7 separate regions of the Mus musculus genome follow, and all the other regions are linked to region 6. A link is a contact called in public HiChIP or PLAC-seq and promoter capture Hi-C data. All regions are on one chromosome and are shown on one strand. The core of a region is the stretch at or near the end of the contact, and the rest is flanking DNA. Distances in the headings are between cores, read along the strand shown.

The links. Promoter capture Hi-C pulls out the DNA fragments that hold promoters and counts their contacts. HiChIP or PLAC-seq counts read pairs in DNA pulled down with a chosen protein or histone mark. Capture Hi-C pulls out chosen DNA fragments and counts their contacts.
Region 1: a promoter capture Hi-C map of adipose tissue shows a contact between it and region 6. The contact joins the promoter of Ckap5 here to the promoter of Arfgap2 in region 6. A contact is called at or near these places in 20 of 39 promoter capture datasets (the 3T3-L1 cell line, the C10 cell line, the HPC-7 cell line and 12 more), 4 of 484 Hi-C or Micro-C datasets (B cells, bone marrow-derived macrophages, embryonic stem cells and 1 more), 25 of 115 datasets of contacts at active chromatin or transcription factors (the 230-238 cell line, acute myeloid leukemia, bone marrow-derived macrophages and 16 more) and 4 of 9 other capture datasets (adipose tissue, liver, macrophages and 1 more).
Region 2: a contact with region 6 is called in a promoter capture Hi-C map of liver, with 3 times the contacts expected there. The contact joins the promoter of Mtch2 here to the promoter of Arfgap2 in region 6. A contact is called at or near these places in 16 of 39 promoter capture datasets (the 3T3-L1 cell line, 3T3-L1-derived adipocytes, the C10 cell line and 11 more), 4 of 484 Hi-C or Micro-C datasets (CD4 T cells, embryonic stem cells and natural killer cells), 4 of 115 datasets of contacts at active chromatin or transcription factors (astrocytes, effector CD8 T cells, embryonic stem cells and 1 more) and 2 of 9 other capture datasets (adipose tissue and liver).
Region 3: a contact with region 6 is called in an H3K27ac HiChIP or PLAC-seq map of epiblast stem cells, with 2.8 times the contacts expected there. The contact joins the promoter of Zfp408 here to the promoter of Arfgap2 in region 6. A contact is called at or near these places in 15 of 39 promoter capture datasets (the C10 cell line, the HPC-7 cell line, cranial neural crest and 7 more), 23 of 484 Hi-C or Micro-C datasets (the AML12 cell line, CD4 T cells, CD8 T cells and 13 more), 25 of 115 datasets of contacts at active chromatin or transcription factors (T-cell acute lymphoblastic leukemia, acute myeloid leukemia, astrocytes and 15 more) and 4 of 9 other capture datasets (adipose tissue, embryonic stem cells, liver and 1 more).
Region 4: a contact with region 6 is called in a promoter capture Hi-C map of adipose tissue. The contact joins the promoter of Ambra1 here to the promoter of Arfgap2 in region 6. A contact is called at or near these places in 2 of 39 promoter capture datasets (liver and maxillary cranial neural crest), 1 of 484 Hi-C or Micro-C datasets (CD8 T cells) and 2 of 9 other capture datasets (adipose tissue and liver).
Region 5: a contact with region 6 is called in a promoter capture Hi-C map of stem cell-derived epiblast-like cells, with 2.2 times the contacts expected there. The contact joins the enhancer-like site here to the promoter of Arfgap2 in region 6. A contact is called at or near these places in 10 of 39 promoter capture datasets (the C10 cell line, the HPC-7 cell line, cranial neural crest and 5 more), 5 of 484 Hi-C or Micro-C datasets (the AML12 cell line, cortical neurons, muscle stem cells and 2 more), 8 of 115 datasets of contacts at active chromatin or transcription factors (embryonic hindbrain, embryonic stem cells, epiblast stem cells and 4 more) and 4 of 9 other capture datasets (adipose tissue, embryonic stem cells, liver and 1 more).
Region 7: a promoter capture Hi-C map of embryonic stem cells shows a contact between it and region 6, with 3 times the contacts expected there. The contact joins the enhancer-like site here to the promoter of Arfgap2 in region 6. A contact is called at or near these places in 25 of 39 promoter capture datasets (the 3T3-L1 cell line, 3T3-L1-derived adipocytes, the C10 cell line and 14 more), 4 of 484 Hi-C or Micro-C datasets (bone marrow-derived macrophages, cortical neurons, myocytes and 1 more), 10 of 115 datasets of contacts at active chromatin or transcription factors (bone marrow-derived macrophages, embryonic forebrain, embryonic limb bud and 5 more) and 3 of 9 other capture datasets (adipose tissue, embryonic stem cells and macrophages).

What each region holds. Positions count from the first base shown.
Region 1 is chr2:91,525,031-91,528,186 of GRCm38.p6, reverse strand. It overlaps Ckap5 (cytoskeleton associated protein 5), which reads right to left and starts at 1,425. Exons shown (of 44, transcript NM_001165989.2): 1 at 1,337-1,425. It also overlaps the pseudogene Gm13770.
Region 2 is chr2:90,845,687-90,848,417 of GRCm38.p6, reverse strand. It overlaps Mtch2 (mitochondrial carrier 2), which reads right to left and starts at 1,263. Exons shown (of 13, transcript NM_019758.3): 1 at 1,033-1,263. The coding sequence starts at 1,119.
Region 3 is chr2:91,648,340-91,651,292 of GRCm38.p6, reverse strand. It overlaps Zfp408 (zinc finger protein 408), which reads left to right and starts at 1,502. Exons shown (of 5, transcript NM_001347175.2): 1 at 1,502-1,589; 2 at 1,868-2,142. The coding sequence starts at 1,544. It overlaps Arhgap1 (Rho GTPase activating protein 1), which reads right to left and starts at 1,175. Exons shown (of 14, transcript NM_001359970.1): 1 at 1,041-1,175.
Region 4 is chr2:91,728,437-91,731,428 of GRCm38.p6, reverse strand. It overlaps Ambra1 (autophagy/beclin 1 regulator 1), which reads right to left and starts at 1,291. Exons shown (of 18, transcript NM_172669.3): 1 at 1,050-1,291.
Region 5 is chr2:91,666,285-91,669,354 of GRCm38.p6, reverse strand. It overlaps Arhgap1 (Rho GTPase activating protein 1), which reads right to left. Exons shown (of 14, transcript NM_001359970.1): 6 at 1,027-1,158; 7 at 783-869; 8 at 528-626; 9 at 62-169. Among named protein-coding and RNA genes, the nearest start is that of Arhgap1, 18 kb to the right of the region's middle. Within about 2 kb of position 1,379, at least 24 of the 459 cell types and tissues checked have an H3K27ac peak or open chromatin away from gene starts, as enhancers often do. A contact at or near this core is called in epiblast stem cells, olfactory sensory neurons and stem cell-derived epiblast-like cells, where this site is marked.
Region 6 is chr2:91,263,600-91,266,492 of GRCm38.p6, reverse strand. Arfgap2 (ADP-ribosylation factor GTPase activating protein 2) reads right to left here and starts at 1,378. Exons shown (of 16, transcript NM_023854.2): 1 at 1,089-1,378; 2 at 803-921; 3 at 195-267. The coding sequence starts at 1,160. Pacsin3 (protein kinase C and casein kinase substrate in neurons 3) reads right to left here. Exons shown (of 11, transcript NM_001289678.1): 10 at 2,607-2,728; 11 at 1,813-2,302. The coding sequence ends at 2,187.
Region 7 is chr2:91,566,643-91,569,659 of GRCm38.p6, reverse strand. Ckap5 (cytoskeleton associated protein 5) reads right to left here. Exons shown (of 44, transcript NM_001165989.2): 14 at 1,410-1,523; 15 at 913-1,023. Among named protein-coding and RNA genes, the nearest start is that of Snord67, 28 kb to the left of the region's middle. Within about 2 kb of position 1,344, at least 5 of the 459 cell types and tissues checked have an H3K27ac peak or open chromatin away from gene starts, as enhancers often do. A contact at or near this core is called in embryonic stem cells and stem cell-derived epiblast-like cells, where this site is marked.

The sequences.
Region 1 (3,156 bases), core at 176-2,675, 260 kb before region 6:
ATGGTCCTGAAGTTACAAACGGTTGTGGCTGCTGGGACTAGACCCAACTCCTTTGAAAAGCAACCATTGCCCCCTAAATACTGAGTCCTCTCTCCAGCCCCAGGTAAAAAAAAAAAGTAAAAGTTTTGTGTACAATTTTTTCATTACAGGCTTACTACAGTGATTTAACTTATATTGGAAAAAAAAAAGTTGATTTTGATTTTCTCTTTATTAAATCGTACTTGACCAGTCACTTTAGAAAAGTCTCAAATGACCATTAACTTGATTTATATTCTCGCTCTTTAGGTCACAGAAGATGTTTTCAGGGTGATGAAAATGGAGAAAAAATATTTCACCTTTCTAAAAATGAGTTTCCAGTTCTATAATTATGCATAATGTAATACAAGCATCCTATCTGGGCCAAGATTTAATGCCTTGGTTCCTAGGAGAATTAAGAGTCATGCATAAATTTGGGACAAGTTCTGCAAAAACCTCTACTGGTGCTGAATCAGAAACTCATTGTTAAGATTCATCAACAAGAATATATTCTTTTACACACAGCAGCCTCTCTGGCAACATCTCTTTCATCCTGCCCTCCGCAAGAAACAAAATGGGATGCATTCAATCTTGCATAGCAATTACCACGACTTTGGGCAGCTCTCTCAACAAGGATTTGCTAAGCGCTAAAAAGTGAGAATCTCATTCACCTAGCGGCAAGGCCTGGCTCACCTACCCTGCTGGCTATTGTACTGGTGCCGGAAACCTTCAGAGCTGCAAAATCCCTGAACTCTGCTGACACTTTCTGAGGGAGAAAACCAAGGGCGGGGCGGCGAATGAACAGCATCCTTACAAAATCATCACAGGTAGTGGACGCAGGGATGGAGGCAGGCCCAGGCACCAGGCTCTGGTCCCGGCTCGGAGGAGACAACTAGGCCCTTCACACCCACCACAGCCCTCCCGTGCTCTTGTTCATTCATTTAACAATTCCGCGAGGCGCACTCCTCCACCAAGGGCCTGCCGGCAGGGCCCCCGCCCCGGCCTCGGACAGCTCAGCCTTCAGGCGCGGCCCGGGGCCGCCAGCGAACCTCCGAAGCTGCAGCAGCTCCCCCGCCGCGTGCTCTGCTCACCTGAACCCCCAGCCCGGGTCACCAACACAAGCGAGCGCCCACGCCCCCCGCCCTGCCAGCCGCGGGCTCCCAGGCCTCCGCCCCGCTCCGCCGCCTCAGACCTGCCGGGTTCGCGAGAACGCGGAGGCGCGCGTCCGCGGGGGCCCCGCCCGCGGCCGTGGGTCCTCTAGCGCGCGCGACGCCGGGTCCCCAGGGTCCAGGCCGGCAGGTGAGACCCACTGCCCACTCACCTCTGCCGGGTCAGAACCGAGGGGCCTGCTCTAAGCCGTTTAAAACCGCTTGGGCCGCCGCACACCCCGCAGTGTCCTCGTTGTTCATTGGTCCTCGGAGAACCGCCTATCGCCCCTTTATTGGTCCGTTTGAAAGAGCTGTGGGCACGCGCCGCCTGCGGCCTTAAAGGGAACGCGCGCAGCTGTGTTTCCCAGGGCTGCGGGTCAGGTGCTTGTCACCCAGTGGCTGGAGGAATGGCTACCAAGGCTTCTGATAGAAGAGCGAAAGGTGTGTGGAAAACTCTGCATTTCCAGTCATGATCACGTTGCCTTTACCTACTGATGTTTAAACTGCTGTCAACATCTCCCTCCCACACCTTTTTTTTTTTTTTTTTTTTTTTTTGGAGAGCTTGCAATCATTCTGTGCTGAGAGGAAAGCAAGAGGCAACTGAGATGTAGTGGAAGGAGCCTCGAATGCTAAATTGTAGTCTTGGACTTCTTTTGAACAAATCACTTTTCTCAGTTGATCTGGACCTCTGTTTCTTTGTGTAGGAAATGGGATAATTATGTTTTCCTTACAAATTTAATGTAAATGTTTAAATTTCCTTACAAGTTTAAATTAAAGACCGTGGTGGCACACGCCTTTGATCCCATCTGAGGCAAACAAATCTCTGAATTTGAGGCCAACCTGGTCTACAGAGCCAGTTCCAGGACAGCCAGAAAAATCCTACCTCAAAAAACAAACCAACCAAACAAACAAACAAAAAATCAAATTTAATGTAAGGATTTAGTACAACAAGCTGAGAGTCTAGGAATGGCCTTTATGAACTACAAGATTTACTTCACAAATGCTTGTGCTTATGAAAAGGAGAGGATTCATTTGATGAAATATGATTGTCAAAAATCTATTTTACTACATTTCATTTATGTGCACTATGGGGTGTGGTACAAGGAAGTTCAAGGACAACTTGCTAAGCACCAGTCCTCTCCTTCCACAATATGGCTTCAGGAACTCAAATTCAGGTCCCCAGACTTGACAGCAAACACCTCTACCCATTAAGCCATCTTGCCTGCACTGTTTTAGTCTTTGAGACAAGGTTCCACTCTGTAGTCCAAGCTAACCTGGAACTGGCACATAGACCAGGATGCCTCAAATTTGTAGCATCATTCTACCTACACCTTCCAAGTACTGGGATTACAGACACGTGTATAACAATGATTTTTTTTTTTTACAAATTTAATGTGAGGATTTAATATAACAAGGCAGAGACAGACCGATCTTTGATTTCAAGGCCAGCCTGGTCTACAAAGCAAGTTCCAGGACTACACAGGGCTACACAGAGAAACCTTATCTTGAAAAACCAAAACCAACCTAAGAAACAAAGAAACAAACACCCAAGAGTTAGAGAAGAAAGATGTGAGTATGGTGGGTCTCACCTGTAATTTTAGCACTCTAGGGGTAGAGGCAAGAGTATGGGATTTGAGGCAAGCCTCAGCTATGTAGTGCATTGGAAGCCAGCCGGGGCTGTAGGATGTTGTCTCAGAACAAAGATTTGGAGACACAAATGCTCAACCTCACTGTTAAATTTGAGTGCAAATTTCTAGGAGGACAATTTTGAGATCTACAGATTCTCTAGCTCAGTAATGCTACTAAGAGGCATTTATTATGCACATATACAAAAAGTGTAAGAATGTTACTGAGCCACTGGGATATTAGAAACAGAAATCTGGAAATCACATGGCCATATAAATTATGGGATGTCCATAGAACACTGCACTCTAGGTACCAACTTGTGTATTAGTCAGAGTTCTCCAGAGTCCCAGTCCCCTGGGATTAAAGG
Region 2 (2,731 bases), core at 14-2,513, 420 kb after region 6:
GCGCTTCAACATCTACACTTATATTAGTCAACTTAGCAACAATTTGTATGAAGAACAATTTAAAAATGAAGTCCATTCTAGAGTCTTGCTTTTTTTTTTTTCTCTTTTCAGAATGGTAAACATTGAGGACAGGGATTCTAAAGCCTGCTTCCTTCCAGGACACACAATGCATGAGGTATGGCAATCCTCAATAAATGCTTAAAAATGGCCCTGATCAGCACAGGGAAAGTTAGAAGAGCAATTGAAAATACTATCACCAGCTAAAAGTAGGCCTCCTTACCCATGAATATAAATGACCACTTTAGAAATATTTTATAGCAGATTGGCAAGGGAGGCAAGAGAGACATCCGGGGTTTGATGTTACATTTAAACTCGCTAAAGTGTTTAAACAGAACTGATTTCCAGCTCTAACCAACGTGATTTTCATTGTCATGAACCACATGGGTTACTGTGAAAGCGCTCAATGGATCCTCAGGAAATCTGATTTCATTATCACTTCTCAATGCGCTCCTTGTGTATATCCGGGTATCTGGTGTTAAAATCTCTGAACGGGAATAGAAGTAGAAACAGCAAATAGAAAAACCGAGTAAGAACAATAAGATGTTGGCTTTCCTAGAATTTTAAATTTGCCCATAGATGAGTTATTTCACGTCTCGAGTTTGAGATATTTCGCTGAGGAGGAGTGAACGAGGTGAGGTGAACGCCAGTATCAGAGGGGCGACAAGAAAAGGGTTGGGAAGCCCTCGGTGGCAACCGGCCAGGATCAGGGAAAGGAAAAACAAAGTTGAGAAGAGTCACCGGCCAGGGAAGGCAAGGGTGGCAGTTGGCTGCAGAAAGGGAGCCGGCCTGCCCGGGGCGAGCCTCGGGATGTCTCCGAGAGGGGCGCGAGGCCGTGGAAGTTGTTCCTGAGGGGAGAGAAGGGCAGCATCTCGAGAGGGTGAAGGCCTGGGACGCAGAGCCAACCCAAAGGCGCAGAGGGCGGTGGCGACCTGACAGGACGCGGGCGGGGAAGGAAAGGGCGACGACTCATACCTGGATGAGCACTTTCACGTACATGAGCGGCTGGGACAGGATGGTGAGACCGGAGCCCAGGAGCACCTGACTGGCCGCGTCCGCCATGATGGCACCCGCGGACGGACGGACAGACGGAGTCACCAAGCGACACAGCCGGTTCCAGATCACGTGTCGGGGGCGCCGGCTTCACTGGCCCGCCCGCGGCGCGCCGCCCGCTTAGGCTCCGCCCACCGGCCCGCCCAAAGAAACGGCAGGCGCTCGCGAGGGGCCGCCTGGGGCGGGGCTTGTGGGAGGGACGCGCATGCGTCTGGGCGTGGGCTCCTCGCGCCTCTAGGAAAGGCGATTTCTCTTGCGCCTGCGCAAGCCGGAAGTGTCCGGAAGGAGTAGGGAGGGAATGGTAATGATGGGGTGGTGGTGGGGTGACCCTGACGGCAAAGGCAAGGTCAGCGGACTAACAACTGGAAGAACTGAGTTATACTCCTATCCTCTTTCAGGCTTTGACGACGTAAAGTTTGATGGTTGTTTTCCGTTAGAGTTGTCATGTCTAATGAACAACAGATCCTGTCTGGCTTAACAGTGAATTCTGCAGGTCCCTGATTTTGCGTTTACCATTAGCTCAGTGGTAGAGCACTTCCCGACATCCTTGCTTTCAGTCCTCAGTACTGGAAAGAAAAAGCAACTACAACAAAATGTGCCCCCTCGGGGTCAGATGTGGCGGCACAGACCCTTAATCCAGCACTTGGGAGGCAGAGGAATGTGGATATGTGAGTTCAAGGCTAATCTGGTTTACAAACTGGATACCCGGTAAACCAGGGTTACATGGTGACATACTGACCAAAAAAAAAAATTTTTTTTTCATGTCTTCTCTGACTACTCGAAATCCATTTTATCCGTATTTCCTACCCGTTGCCTTGTGACACCTGTCACTGGGAAATTGTCTTTGACAGTTGAGAGTGTCAACTCTGGGTTCAGGAACCGAGATGGCCTTTGTACACTATTTTCCCCCAGTGCCTGGCATGTACCAGTGCTCAAGATTTATTAAAGCTCAGTGCCAATCGGGCTACCCAGGCTGTTAGAGGCAAAATGAAGAAAAGGCATTGCTCCAGCTCTGGCCCCTTTGTTCTGTAGCAGACACCACTTAGTGCAAGCACTTAGTGTGTACTGCTGAGAATGAACAAGGAACCGAGTTTGGAATCTGGCTTTCCTTTTGGATCCATGTGTCACTTTCCTTTTTAAATTTTTTAGTGTTTGTATCTAAATATAAGGACAATGCAACTAACTCAGTGTATTTTTATGAACATTAAGTGAAACTGTATATATGGAGTTTTTGAGAAATTGGCTGAAATACAGAAGTTAGTCCTAATATGGCCTTCTATTCAGCCCAGAACTAGCTGATATTGGGAGGCAGTTTGTAGGTCAGGCACACGGGCTTTGAAGTCCAATGGGCCTCATCCAAAGTCTACCTCTGCCAGTTACAGTGTGACCTTATATAGGTCATCCCAACTCTTCAAAACTTTTAAGCAAATAAGTATAATAATATCCACTTCAAAACATTATCTCAAAGCAATATGGACCTAGCCTGGCATACACAACAAAAATGCAATAGTAAATGGTAGCTTTTTATTCTAAAAAAATTACATGTTGCTCTTAATTAAACACAGTTCTCAACATGACTTAGAAACAGCAAGACCATTAAGAAGGGTATTTGTGCATGGGT
Region 3 (2,953 bases), core at 253-2,752, 380 kb before region 6:
AGAACCTATTTCAAGGGCTAAGTCCATAGCTCAGTGGTAGAGCGCTTTGCCTGCATACACAGGGTCTCTCCAGCACATGCGCGACAAGAGAGCGCGCGCGGGCACACACACACACCAAAGCAATTTATTCAGAGTGATGCACATAGCACCAGAGTTTATTCAGAGTCTTCACATAGCAGACTGTCATTAGCTGAATGAATGAATGAATGAATTTCATAAGTGGAGAAGGAAACGGATATTTGTACTATGAACTGGGCACAAATTCACCTCACAACTGCACTAGTAGTTCAGCATATGCTATAAAAACCATTTTACAGTTTGAACAAAAAGCGGGGGGAGGGAGGGAGGGAGCAAACTGCTACAGATCATAGAACCCAGACGCAGGATTTTAACCCACAAGTTCCAGTTTGAGGTGTTCTCTAGGTTAAAGTCAACCCCCTCAACAGTGATCTTAAGTGACTGTCGGTCACAAAGTTCACTGGGATCCAAGAGGCGCCACGAAAGGGCAGCCAGACTTCTCAGGGCAAACTGAAGTCACAGTACTTGCTGGTGCTGGAATCAGACTGTTTTGTGACTTTGGAAAAACCCAAATCCTACAAGGCTGCAACTCTAAACTATAATCATGTTTGCATAGAGTCCGAAAACAAACAACGAATGGAGTGTATTTCGTTTCACAAGAAAGTGAGATGAAAGCACGGCCTATCAAGTGACAAGGTGGATCACTTCCCCTGATTTCTAGCTCTCAGTGCTATGCCAGATCTGATCAGGACGACTTCTCCCTCCCTCCCACCGGCTTGCTCTGGCTTGGCCTATGCCTTGCAGAGGGAGGGCAGGAACAAGTCAGAGAAAGTGGCTGTCTTCTCATTGCAGGCGCCGAAATGGGAAAAATCCCGGCAGCGAAGAGACCCAGGCCCTCGGGCCCAATTCCACTCCCGACCCACTGCCTCGGATTTTCCCCTTTCCGACCCAATTCCTTCCGTTGACCAGAGCAGCTCTTCCCCACCACCACGCCCAAAGAGACCCCGCGCTCCGCAGCTCACCTCGTTCCGGCAATGCTTCCTCTGCCACGCCTGTCAAAGCTCGGCAAACATCCGGCTCCGAGATGGGAATGGGAACCGCCCCCTCGGGGGCCCCCAGCTCCCCAACCACTTCCGCCATTTCTTCTACCTACTTCCGGCTTGCTGCCCGGACCAAACAAGGCTTTCTTGGTGCTCCGCCCACTTCCGGCAATCACCTGACAAAATGTGAGGTTAATTAGCCGAGCTGTCCGACTCGCCGCTACCTAAAGTGAGTGAGTTGGGTTCCGCTTTTCCAGATGCAGGAAACTAGCGGGCCTCTGAAATCCTAGGTTCGTATCGCCCATCGGACAGGGTTTTATCTGTCAAGTACTTCCAAACTCCCAGGTCCATCCTTCAATGATGCCTAACCACCCGGATTCTTCCTTGAGCTTAAATTTGAAAATCAAGGACTGTTTCCGGGAGGAACCGGGACAAAAACGCTCACTTCCGGTAGAGGGGAGTGGCGAGAGAATCTCTGTCCCACGATGAAGGAGGTGGAGGAGGTGATCTTGGGGAAAATAGAGCCGCACCGTGAGTGACCTGCGATGTCTGCGACCCTCAGCCCTGGACTAGATGGCCACAGCGTTTTTCTAGTCAGCGCATTCCCTTACATCCCTTTTTCTCTTGAGCCTGGGATCCTGCTCCGGTGCCCTAAGAGACTAGACTCCCTCCCAACCATTCAAGGGCCCTACTAACTAGAACCTTGCTAATCCCTCGGACTCTTGGGTCATAGCTGACCCTGTACCTCTCTTTCCCCAACCCCACGCCTTCATGGACCACTCCTTTACTGCCTTCCCGTCTCCCTGCAGCCCCAGAGCCACCCCTGGGCCAGGATTCAGGATGGAGCCCTTCCGGAAAAGGCTTTGCTCCGGGCCTCAAAGCCTGCCCGCCGGGTACGAGCCCTGCCATCCTTGTTCTAAGGAGCCTCCCCCAGGGCTTGGCCGTGGGCCCCTCGAGATCCAGGAATCAGCACTTGGGGGTCTGGTGTGTAGGAGCACCCCTGCAGCCCGGCCTGCATTGGGGACCTCTGGAAGATGAGTCCGTCCTGGAGAAGGGCGAGGGAATGAAGACACCGCACGAGGAGGTATTGAGGAGTCGGACATCTGTCTGAAAGTTTGGGGGAGGTTCAGACATTTCCGGACAGCTCTTCCAGTTTGTTAGAAGCAGGATATTTTCAAACTCGAGAAATAATTGTCCCTTCATTGCAGCGCTGTCTTGCTCTACCTAAGCAGCAGTAACTAAAGCAGATGCAAAGAAGTTGTGAGAACCTGAATTCCTACTGTGTTGGCAGAGACAAAGGTCAGAAGCTAAGGTTACCAGGATCAGATTCAAACCTGTTAACTAGTTAGCTAAATTACACACCTAATATTACTCACCTGTAAAAGAAAGTTGTGGCTGTTACCGAGATCCTTTGGAAGACCAGAGGACACGATGCAAGCCAAATACGCCTGTGCTTTGTAAGCATTAGTAAGGATTGTTTAAAAGTATTGGTGCTCTTGCAGCGTTTTCTGTTTGGTATTTGCTGAAAGGCTGTGCTGTTTAGAGCTTTCCACACCTTTAAGGAGAGGTGAGTGGACTCTCTGGTCTTCACTGACTGAAGATATAAAACAGCACCATAGAACTGGGCGCGGTGGCACACGCCTTTAATCCCAGCACTGGGTGGGAGGGGGGCGGGGGGAGGCAGACGCAGAGGCAGGCGGATTTCTGAGTTCGAGGCCAGCTTGGTCTACAGAGTTAGTGCCAGGACAACCAGGGCTACACAGAGAAACCATGTCTTGAAAAACCAAAAAAAAAAAAAAAAAAAAAAAACAAACCACACAGCACCATAGTGTAGAGGCAACCTCAGAGGCTGCTGCTAGCCTTAGAGTTTCATCTTATGAAAAAAAAAAGTGGGG
Region 4 (2,992 bases), core at 42-2,541, 470 kb before region 6:
TCAATTATGTTTGAATAATTTCTACACAGACTTTTGAACTCTTGAATAAAATGACTAAATCACTAACCAAATAAAAAAAAGTTTCAAAAGAGATTCCTTGGATTCCCTCCTAGAAAAGACCTCCACAAGACAAGAACCTGAATTCAAAGTCTTAACCATCTTAAGCATCTTCCATCTTGCACTAAGTACTTAACACCATAGCAGAAAGTTTCAGAACAAGCTGAAGAGTGGAATCAGTATTAATCAGAAGTAAAGTGGAAGTAAACAAATTATTTATGAGTAAACAAAACTAAACTATCCTTACTACTTTTGCTAAAACGATACAAACTTCGAAAAAGCAAACCCAGTCAAAAACATCACTTGCTCCCTTAATGTCTGAAGCCTCCAGTAACACAATATATGTTTCTAAGAAAGAAGAGTTCCAAAAAGTCAAATGAGAGACTGTTAAGTAAAAAGTGACCAGTAAAATGGGAGAATTGTGAACTGTTAAAGACAAAAAAAAAAAAAAAAAAAAAAAAAAAAGAACCTTACAGCACATTTAATGATCTGTCGAGGTCACAGGGAAAAGTCACGTCCCCTACCTCAGCCTCGGTTTCCCTACCCCAAAAGACTATAAGTGATATTTCGTTCCTAGGAGCTGGAGGGCCTAGTTTCAATAGCCTCCACCTACTCAAAAGGGCACTCCGAGGCTGAACTCAGTAGGGGTCCCCAGTGCAACTGAGCATGACATCCGGAACCGGAGTTGTAGGAAAGGAGAAAGGGAATAGGGTCTAAGAAAGCCAAGTTCCTACAATCTAGGGGTGACGACACGCGTCCAGGACCCGACATCCCCTCTCTACGGAACCCGGCCGGCAGCTTCAGCATCTCTCCCTCCTTCCGGCTTCTCGCTCAGTTCCGGGCCGCCCTCCGGCCGCGCCCCCGGGCGCAACCCCCTTCACAACGCGCACCCCGGCGGGCCGCGCGCTCGCCCACCGGCCGGCGCTAAGGTCTCCTCCTGCCTTGGGCGGAAGGATGCGGGACCGGGCCTCCCAGGCTCCTCCCGGGCCTACCTGCGAGGAGAGTGAGAGCTCGGCCCGAAAGCCAGCGAGCGCACGGAGCCACGGACGGAAGGCGGGGAGAGGCCGAAGAAAGCGAGGGGTCCGCTCGACCGACCAGCGGAAGAAAGCGGCCAGAGCCCGGGGCCTCCGGGATAACTCAGTCCAGGACCTGGCACAGCCGCCGCCGCTCCGGAGACATCAACCAAGAAGACGCCGCAAAAGATCATCGAACACACGAACGCCCAGACATCAAAGGAAGAGCGCCCCAGCAATCGTTCAAGGCACTGCAGCCGAGTGCCGAAACATTGCTCAGCTCCTGCTGCAAATCCGGCTGCCTTCCTAGGCATAAATAAACAAATCCAGATCATTAAACTATAGCGTAGAGTAGGCTGGGATTCTGCCATTTTCTGTTGGTGACAGAGTGTTAAAGTAATTTAGAGAACTAAATTTTTGAGACAGGAGCACGCTTGTAATCCCTGCTTTTTTTTTTTTTTCCTGGTACTTTTTTTTTTTATTACGTATTTTCCTCAATTACATTTCCAATGCTATCCCAAAAGTCCCCCACACCCTCCCCCCGTAGTCCCTGCATTTTAGGAAAGGAGGCATGAGGATTTGGAGTTCAAAGTCATAGTCAGTTAAGCACAAGGCCAAACTGGACTATATGAGACCTTGGTGGTTTTTTTTTTTTGTTGTTTTTTTGTTTTTTTTTTTTTTTTTTTTTTTTTTTTTGGTTGGTTGGTTGGTTTGGCTAGGTTTTGGTTTTTGTTTTGTTTTTTGAGTGTGTGGTTTTCGAGACAGGGTTTCCCAAGTGCTGGGATTAAAGGCATGCGCCACCAAAGACCTTGTTTTAAGTGAAAAAGGAATTAGCCTTTTGTGAGCACATTGATTGAAGATAAATCATAGCAGAATAAAGCTCGTCTTAATAGTTCAACGACTGCCGTACACTTAGAGACTTCTCACACTACTTGTCCCAGTTGAACAAATGACTTTACCACTTTATTCTTGGTTTCCCCTCAGAGCTGAAGAACAATCGCTATGAATGCTCCAGGTCAGCTTTAGAAGAATATCCAAGAGAAAATGGCACACCTTAATGTGGGAAGGGAAAGTTCCTGTACCTTGTTTTTAAATTTTTATTCTTTGGTTTTGTTTTGCCAGACAAGGCTTCTCTCTGTGTACCCTTGGCTGTCCTGGAACTGGTTCTGTAGACCAGGCTGACCTCCAACTCACAAAGATTTGCCTGCCTCTGCCTCCGGAGTGCTGGGATTAAAGGTGAACACCACAACCTCCCAGCCTATTCTATTCTTTCTCAAAAAAAAAACCACTTACTTCTCTTTTATTTTCTTCCAAGGATCTAAAGCCACAGTCCACAGTGTGCTTTTAGTTAGCTTCGTAGCTAGTTCACTAAATAGTTTTTAGAGACAGGATTTTGTGTGGCACACACACTGGTCTTGAACTCTGTGTATCCAAGAATGGCTTTGAAATTCTGATGTGCTTGCCTTCCTGTTCCACATTTGCAGTGTGCCTGAGGGAGTGTGAGAGACTGCAGTGGAGGCTCACACTCTATAGCTTGGCTGGCTTGGAACTCACTATGAAGCCCACGCTGACCTCAAGCTCACAGCAATCCTTTTGCCTCAAGCTAGTTGAGTGCTGGGATTATAAGCAACCATGCCTGGCTTTTTTTTTTTTTTAAACAGAATCTCACTATGTAATCCATATTACTTCAAAGTCTATCTTCCTCCCTCTGCCTCCTACTTGTTGGAATTACAGGCTTTTACAGACATATTTGATTTGTAGCTGATCCTAACTGTACTGGCCAAACTCCATACTGTACAATCAGTACATTTTATTTCTAGATATTTTTCATGTGATAGGTATTTGCTACTCTTGAGAAAAGGCAATTACAATATTATTGTTTATGATTAGGTCTTCTTGGACATAAGCAAACAAAAATGATA
Region 5 (3,070 bases), core at 130-2,629, 400 kb before region 6:
TGCATACTGGTCCACCCCCACCCCACCCCCAGCCTGACATGCCTGGCTTTAGCATACTCACTGCTGTAAGGAGACCCCAAACTGCTGATTGGGCAGGGGGGGCCGTGGTGGCATGGGCTTGGGAGCTGTTGCAGGGCTTTTCTGTGTGGATTTGAGGAAGTCATCATACCTAGGGGAGCAGATGGAACAAGGGTCAGGCCCCCCGGCTCTGTAGTCTTGTAGCCAACTTTATCAAGTCTTCACTGTGTGATTTTACACGCATTATTTCCTATGTCCTCAAAATAGTCCCACTTGATGTAACGCAGCAAAAAACACTCTAAAGAGATTTAGTCAACAGCTTGTGACAGAAATGGGGTTCCATCTATCTCTGGATCTTGACACTGCCTTTCTCCAGTTTCCCCAGACTCCTGACTCCCACCCAGGTTACTCTGCCTCCCAAACAACACAAGCACACAGCTGACCAGTGGACCCACAAGTCCCCCCTTCCCCCTGCGCACCCAGCTCTCGGGCCCACCCTGCTGTCTCACTTGAGCACTTGGCGAGGGATCCCCAACTGCTCCAGCTTCACGTGCTCGCTCAGCTCACTCAGGTAATTCACGTAGAAGATCTTCCGTCCAAACTTGAAACTGGAGGTAAAAAGAAGGATCTGGGTCAGGCTGGGTCTCACGGCAGGCCTTGGCCCTCCCTGCAGACAGGCTCACCCCAAGCTGGCCACCCTGGCCATCTGCCTGCTGTGTGAGGGGTACATGAAAAACTCAGTGGTCCACCTGTGGCCTGCTCACCTGATGAGAGGCTTAAAGAGGATAAGCAGAGTTTTGATGAACATGGTTGGGTGCACGATGTACAGAGCCTTGATGTTCTTCTTGTACCTGCAGGCCAAGTAGGAAGCTTGTGAATGGTGGAGGAAGGGGCAGAGCTGTTGGGGTCCTGCCTCCATTGATAAGGAGTAAGTTCCTGACTAAGAGAACCACCCAGAGCTCAGAGTTAGCCACCCTAGGCTCAGCCCATCCCTATGTCCCAACCCACTTGCGGTCAAACTCTCGGTAGGCATCCCGTAGCCAGCTGAGGGAGGGCTTGTTGTCACTGGTCAGGCCATGGTGCAGGTACAGGAGTGTGTAGTCACTCTCCACATACTGGTCCAATGTGTGTTTCAAATACCTTCAAGAGAAATGTCCAGGACTGGGGTTGTGGCTCTATGGTAGAGCAGTGTGTGAGCTACAAGTTTAATACCTAACATCATACACAACCTAGCATGTGTGAGCTACAAGCTTAATACCTAACATCATACACACAAAAGACCTGCTCAGACCTGCCCTCTGCACAACAGGTGTGGCCTGTTACCATAGAAACCAGTGCTTGCATCAAGGCTTCCTTCTCCTCAAACCCTCCCTGCTATCATTTGGCTATGTAATCCACAGCCGCTTTCCAGGAAGGAGGTAGAGGGTGGGCCTAAGGCAGAAGTGAGTATGCAAAAGCCCTCATTGTGAGCAGCAGCAGCAGCAGTCAGGGGCCCTGAGCTGCAGACCGGGCTGTGTAAGCACAGTTGACAGGGTTTGACATTGGAATCTCCATGAGGCAGTAACAAGCACAGTCACTGATATTGGAAAAAAGCTTTCAGTGTTTGCCAAGTACCTCTAATACCTCATTCTTCCCTCGGAACAACTGAGGCTAAAGTTAACACATCTTACTAATGAGGGCAATCTGCAGAGGTCAAGTGCTTAGCCAAGGTTTCAGCTGTGGTAGGACCTAGTAGTGAAGTGACCAACTCCAAGACTGCACTCTAGACCTTGGAACAGTTCTGCCTATTTTATATGATCTGTGGTACAGTTTATAAAATACTGTGTTTATGAAAGGACATCAGGAAGACCAGAAGCTCAACTATTCCCATCCCTAGGCTCTTAATGGACCACAAAGCCATACGCCTCATGTTCCCTATGCTCACAGTAGGGTATGTACCCCCAACATACACACACACACACACACACACACACACACACACACACACACATACTCACATTGAGCACACTGGAAAGTTTGGAAGTAATGAACAATAGGGAGGGGGAAGAGCCTAGGGTAAGACCTCTTAGAAGACAGATAATCAATCAGCTCCTTGGCTCTAGTAGGGAAGCCAGTCTATGTTGGACAGGCACAATGCTAAAAACATCCAAAAGGAGGGAAGTCTGAGAGAGTGCCCAGTGGCTTGACTACCGACCTGCCCTAGAGTCAGAGGCCTAATGACTAGTCCCCGGGTGCAGAGCTGGACCAGCACAGGTAGGCAGGGCATATGTGTACTAATGCTAGATGACCAGATTCTGACCAGTATTAGACCAAGAATACTTGAGCCCTTATTCACACTTCCACACCGGAAGTTTACAAAGGGCAAAGGGCTGTCACATAAAACGATGGCATTTGCATTTAGGAAAGGAGCAAAGATGACAGTAAAGTGGACGACACCCTCATCCATGGATACATGCAGTAACCTTTGTGTGCAATAAAGAGATGCCTATCAGAAGCTGGGCAGCGCACCCCATCTCTGATCACAGAAAAGCATGTTGAGGACTCTTTCCTGAGGAAACAGAGGAGTAGAAGCATTCTTGTAGGAGACTGTTCATTCCAGAGTTTTATTACGGAAAAAACAACAACTAAGTAGCCAGCAAATTGTCCAGTATCAGGAGACTGGCTCAATAAATCATGGGACATCTATAAATAGACTATCTCACAGGATGCTTCTACAGGCAGGGCTAAGCTGTGAAGTCAGGCATCACAACAGCGGTCAGCCCTGAGGCAGACACTGGAAGAGCCAATTGGAAGTGGGGTGCGGATGGGGTGACACTGATAGGTATGGAGTTGCTGTTTTATTTTGTATGTAGGTTTTTCTGAAAAAAGGTCGCACTCTGTAGCTCAGGACATGCCAGGAACTCAAAATCCTCCTTCATAAGCTTCCCAAGTGCTGGGACTGAGGCCAGGCATCATCAGATACAGATTCACAAGGAACCAACCGGGTGCAGTGATGCTCAGGAGGCTGAAGGAAAGAGGGCACTTGAGCCCTTGTGTTTAAGGTCAGCTTGTG
Region 6 (2,893 bases), core at 129-2,628:
CCCCCCCCAGTTTGTATTTCATTAAGCCTCTTTGAAAGAAGCTGTTTAAATTTTTCTGAATTTAGAAAAGTGTGTGGCATGTTCCAGAGCTGCAAACTCTCGGAACAGAGAAACCAAACTCACTTTGAGAAATCAAGGAAAAGTTAAATACCCAGGCAGAAGGATGGGGGTGGAAGAAGGTAAAGGAACGTTACCGCATTGGCATTCCCGCCGACCTGCATACACCTCAGCTGCAACCAGCTCCAGTTCGAATCCAACTCTGTGGACCTGTGTACAAGGGCTGAGTGTCACCTTCCCTATCAAGACTAAACCTGTCATTCGGCCTCAGGCTTCTGTGGGTGTCCAGGAACCATCAGTCACTGTCCCATTTCCTCCTCTCTCCCCTGTATTTGAAATCATTGCGCTTCGCCTAATCCAAAGGGTACTAATTATTTCTGAAAAGGAGATCCGAAAGGAGGTCGACTTCTGAGAAATGCAGGCACGGGTTTGGCTCTTCTTAAAGTTTGGTCAAAGTCGCACTGGAGACCTACTGGGCCAATCTTTCTGCAATAACAAGGTCAATGCATCTAAGCTCTCCCCCAAACTGATGCTGAGTACCATGTTAACTGTGAAGAGAGAAGTCTACAGAGGTGGAACCCCCCGCCGCCCTCCGCCCGCAAGCCCCCGCTGTAGGCTACCAGAACTCCCGCCAGGAGAAATCCAAACATCAAATTCAGGAAGGTCCAAGTCCAGGCGCCCTCTCCCCGTCGCTGACCACGCACACAGCCCCCGTGGAGGCACAGCACCCTCACACAGAACCTACCTGATAAAGCTGAGATGGACACCCAAGGAGCGATGCACTCCGGAGCAGTCAATACACAAAAATACACCGTAAGTGATGCTGGCCCAACTAGGACTCTTGGCGCCACAATCGAAACAGGCCTAAGTGGAAAAGACGACAAGCGAACGGTTAGGGCCCAGAGTCGAGGCCCGGCGCTAGAAACCACAAGAAAGCCTCCAACCTCCGTCCTCGCCCTCCCTCAGACCCCAGGGGACAAGAGACGTCTTCTCCGCCGGCGTCAGGACCCGTACCCCGCCCGCTCAAGCACCTTGTTGGTGGGAATTGCGCGAAGTCTCTTAAAAATAGTCTGGATTTCGGTCTTGCTCGGGCTCGCCGCCATTTTCTCTCCTTCCCAGACACAACCGCGACCGACAGGTCCCGGCGCGGGCCAATCCTCGGCGGCGAAGGCAGGCTCACCGCGCCGGTCACGACAGGGCCCCGACCCGCCTACGAGTGGAGTGATTCGACCAGATCTGGGCCAATGAACGTCGGGCGGGGCTGAAACATGACGTTAGCAGCCGGGAGCTCCACCACGGGCCTGAGAGTGAACGCCGCGCTGCGCCTGGCCAATCCGCAGCCCGAGCGGGCGACGGCTCGTGGACTGGCCCAAACTTCCTCACGAGTTCCTGCTGGACCCGGGTACCCTACGTACCGCTCGACCACTGGCTGTAGGCGTCAGGCAGAGAGCCATGGTAACAGACTCTGTGATGGACGAGTAATGATTAACAATCTCCCAAGTGCTCATAGCCCCATCCGGAAGGCATTGGCAGGGCTCCAGCTCAGCTCACAATCCAGCAACTGGCCTAGAGCAGAGGCCAGCACACAACAACCTTGATCACCAAGTCCCTTCCAGTCCAGATTGCACTCCTGAAATTCCGGGGCAGATACCAGGAGGCAACTGCCTGCCCAATCCCAGTTCCATAACACATGGCACGCCCACGGGCCGACCCCGTGCCTCCCACCAGCAAGAGTAGGCTATCAAAAGACGCTCACAACACTTGATGGGGTTTTTATTCTTAATCAAATTTAATGCACACTACAAGTCACAAAAGAAGGTGCTGCCAGCCTCAAACTACATTCTCCCCAACCTCACCCCAGGAACTCCTAAACAGTTTAGGAGCTGGATCCTCCCACTCTGGGATGACCCAAATGTTCCCGAGGAGGCTCGGGCACCTCTCGACCCTCCATCATTCCAACCTCCAACTCTAGACACAGACCCCTGCCCTTCATGGGCCCTGAGACTTCCTCCTGTGGGAAAAGAGAGACAGCAGCAGCACATGGTTCAGGGCCTTCAGGTCCAGCAGTCCAGGAAGGGTTAAGCTCTGGCCCAGGTCAGAGAGACGCCTTGGTAGGGCTGTCAGGGCACTCAGGCGCCCACACATTCTACGTAATTGGCAGGGTACAGACCAATGCGGCCACTCTGCAGCTGGCCCTGGCACCAGCCCTGCTCATCCTCCTCGCTCATCTTCAGCAACTCTTCCCCTGAAGAAAGACAAAACAGTCATTGCCCAAAGCACTGGCTTTACTGGTCTCAAAACTAGGTCATGGACTGGGGGATGGAATAGCACAAGGGCCGACAAACTGGAGGATACCCAACTCAGACCAGGATAGGACACAGCCAGGAAAAGCCACCCAACCTTAGACCCCAGGGAGGCAACTGTCAGGCTGCAGCTGGACCCTGAGCAGCCTGTGAGGATGGAGTCCCTGGCTTTCTTCGTCTACAGCCCTGCTCTAGCAAGTAGGACGGGGGCTGAAGTGGGAAGGACCATGAAAGGGCCCAGCATACCTGCTCGGAAGCTCAGCTCATCAGCCTCCTGGCCAGCATAGTCATAAAGCGCCCGTACCCTCACCCCAGTGGCAACTTTCCGGGGACTCTCCTCATCTGACCAGTCCTCGTCCTGCCCGCTACTAGAGAGGGGAACACAAGGGGCACAACTCAGGGCACAAGACCCACTGTATCCAGTACTCAAGACAAAGGGCTTGGCTGCTTGGCGGCGGGCAGGGAGGAGCCAAGTGAACAGCCATCCTGCTGCCACTCACTACTGTGGATACAGGTCTATCTCTGTGCACAGG
Region 7 (3,017 bases), core at 95-2,594, 300 kb before region 6:
GAAGATCTACCTTCAATCTGGGCCACATCTCCTTTTTTTAAAAAACATTTATTTATTTATCTCATGTATGTAAGTACATTGTCACTGTCTACAGACACACCAGAAGAGGGCATCAGATCCCCGTTTACAGATGGTTGTGAGCCACCATGTGGTTGCTGGGATTTGAACTCAGGACCTCTGGAAGAGCAGTCAGTGCTCTTAACTGCTGAGCCATCTCTCCAACCCCTGGGCCATATCTTCTGCTGACTGCTTTTGCTTTTGGCCTGCTTACACTCACTTTCATTGCCAAGTTCATTCCTTCACTCACCTTAAAGCCCACTTTGTGATTCTACCATATAGTGAAGACCAGCTGAAACATCCAGCCTTGTGGACTAAAGAACTGATAGCCATTGTTGGACCACAACTGGTAAGTGACTCTACTAAATCCCCTGTGTGTGTCTCCACAAAAATTCTATCATTTCTGTTCCTCTGAAGAACCCTGACCAATAAAATTTCAAAAGTTTGGACAGTTTCTCATACCAATATATAATGTGTTTTCCACAGATAAATCATGATGATAAAGTACAGAAATAGACAAAGATCATCTATTTTCCATGGCAAGATCTATTTGCTTATTACATTTATTAACAATTTTAAAAACTTAAAAATCTCCTAGGCCTTATAATTCACAATAAGAATTTGTAAGTAAGTCATTTTCTTGAAAAGTTACTAACTTTCATACTTAGAGAAGTCAGAATGAGGATGTTAAAAGATAAGCACTAAACAGCTACAAAACATAAACAGAAAGCTCAACCTCATCGTAAGTTTATATTATGAAACATTTACTAATTATAAAACTTAGCAATGAAGACAAATGTTAGTGTTGTGTCTACATAATCTAATTTTACACTCTGTTTCATCCTTGTTTTGTACCTTTTGGAATTCTTCCATACAGGCCAGCCTTTCCTTCCAGTTGCTGCTGTCTAGAAGCTGAATACAGGTTGGGGGAAGAACAGCTGAAGCTTTCTCTTCACATACTTCAATCTGCATGATATAGCACCATCAGAATTAGAGACGTTTTTAAAAAACAACATAAAAGAAACCCAGCTAAAACTAAAATAGCCTTACAGTAACTACAGCATTTGAGTCTGCAGTAGCTAAAAGATATGAATATATTGTATGGTTTTTTTGTTTGTATTTTGGTTTTCGAAGACAGGGTTTCTCTGTAGTCCTGGCTGTCCTGGAACTAACTCTGTAGACCAGGCTGGCCTTGAACACAGAAATCTGCCTGGCTCTGCCTCCCAATTAAAAGCATGCTGGGATTAAAGGCATGAGTCATCACTGCCCTGCAAATTTACTGTTATGTTAAAGAACTCAGGAAGACCTCCAATCCCCTTGGGGCCTTTATCTCTTTCCTGTGTAATACTTACTGAGAGTTCTGGCTCCACTATTTCTTTGGTCTCCAATCCTTTCTTATTCTTTGTCCCGGCACTTGCTGAGCCACCTGGTGCAGTTGTTTTACCTTTCTTAGATGGTCCACCAGCCTAAAAGAAAAATTTAAAACCACAAACTACTTACAATTTTATAAAAGCAATTTTTGTTTTGTTTTTACATATTTTGACTCTTAAAGATCTTATTAAAATGATATCACCTTAAAAGTAAACAAAAGTTTATTGTCCACAGAATTACCACAACATTGACCATCCATGGAATATTTGGCTAATTTGCAGGCTGCATATTAAAATTTTTGTTAATAAAACAATCGAAAACATGTAGCTGAGCAGGTACTAGGCAGAGAGGCAGAGAGGCAGAGAGGTAGAGACAGAGGGTCTGTGAGTTTAAGGTCAGCCTGGTCTACCCAAAAGAGTTTCAGGACAGCTAGGGCTACCCAGAGAAACCTCATCCCCCACAAACCAAACAACAACAACAACAAGATCCTGAGTGCAATTCCCAGTAACCATCTATAATGACATCTGATCCCCTTTTCAGGAATGCAGATATACACGAAGATAGAGCATTTGTGTATATATAAAATACATAAAAAATAATAAAACAAATGAAATAAAAATGATGAACTGGGGTCTAGCTGGAGAGATGGCTTAGTGCTTAAAAGCATTTGCTCCTCTTAAAGAGGACTGTTTCTCAGTTCCAAACAACCATATCAGAAGGATAATTGTCTCAAACTTCTGAACACCATTCTGGCCTCCATAGACAACCACCACCTCACATGCATACATAAAGTCTTTATAAAAAATAAACTGGAGCCTAGCAGTGGTGACACATTCCTTTAATCCTAGCACTCATGAGGCAAAGGCAGGATCTCTGAATTAGAGGACAGCATGGTGTACAGAGTTTCAAGACAACCAAGACTACTAGACAAAGAAGCCCTGTCTTGAAAAACAAAAATCTGGAGGGGTCAGGCACAGAAATACATGCTTTAATTCCAGCATTCAGGATGAGGCAGAGGGAGACTCAGTTGGATCTCTAAGTTGTAGGTCAGCCTAGTCTACATAGTTCCAGGACATTCAGGGCTATATAAAGAGACCCTGTCTCAAACAATGACAACAACAAAAAAAAAACCATCTGGAATTATACTATATTTACAGATTAATTTGAGATTAAAAGTTGGGTCTTCATTGCCTCTAATAGCACTATTTTTAAATCTTTATATTTATCGCTATTGTTCGTATGGGTGTACACCCACTCCAGAGCTCATGTGTGGAAGTCAGGCAACAAGCTTTGAGGGCCTGATTCTCTTCTTTCACCATGGGATCTAAGCACTGACCTCAGGTCACCAATACTGATGGCAAACATCTCTGATCTTTTATTCTGGGGGCTGAAGGATCATGGGATGGAGCAGACAGACACACTATTTGAAGGTCAGATGAAGACTTGAAGAATCAAGTTTTCCTTCCTTGGAGAGGAAGTCTTTATTTTCATCACATATGTCCTGGTGATCAGGTCATCAACCTTGGCTATGTAAATGAGCTATCTCTATAGTCTAAGCTGTAAACTTAAAAAAAGAAGTGATTAAAATG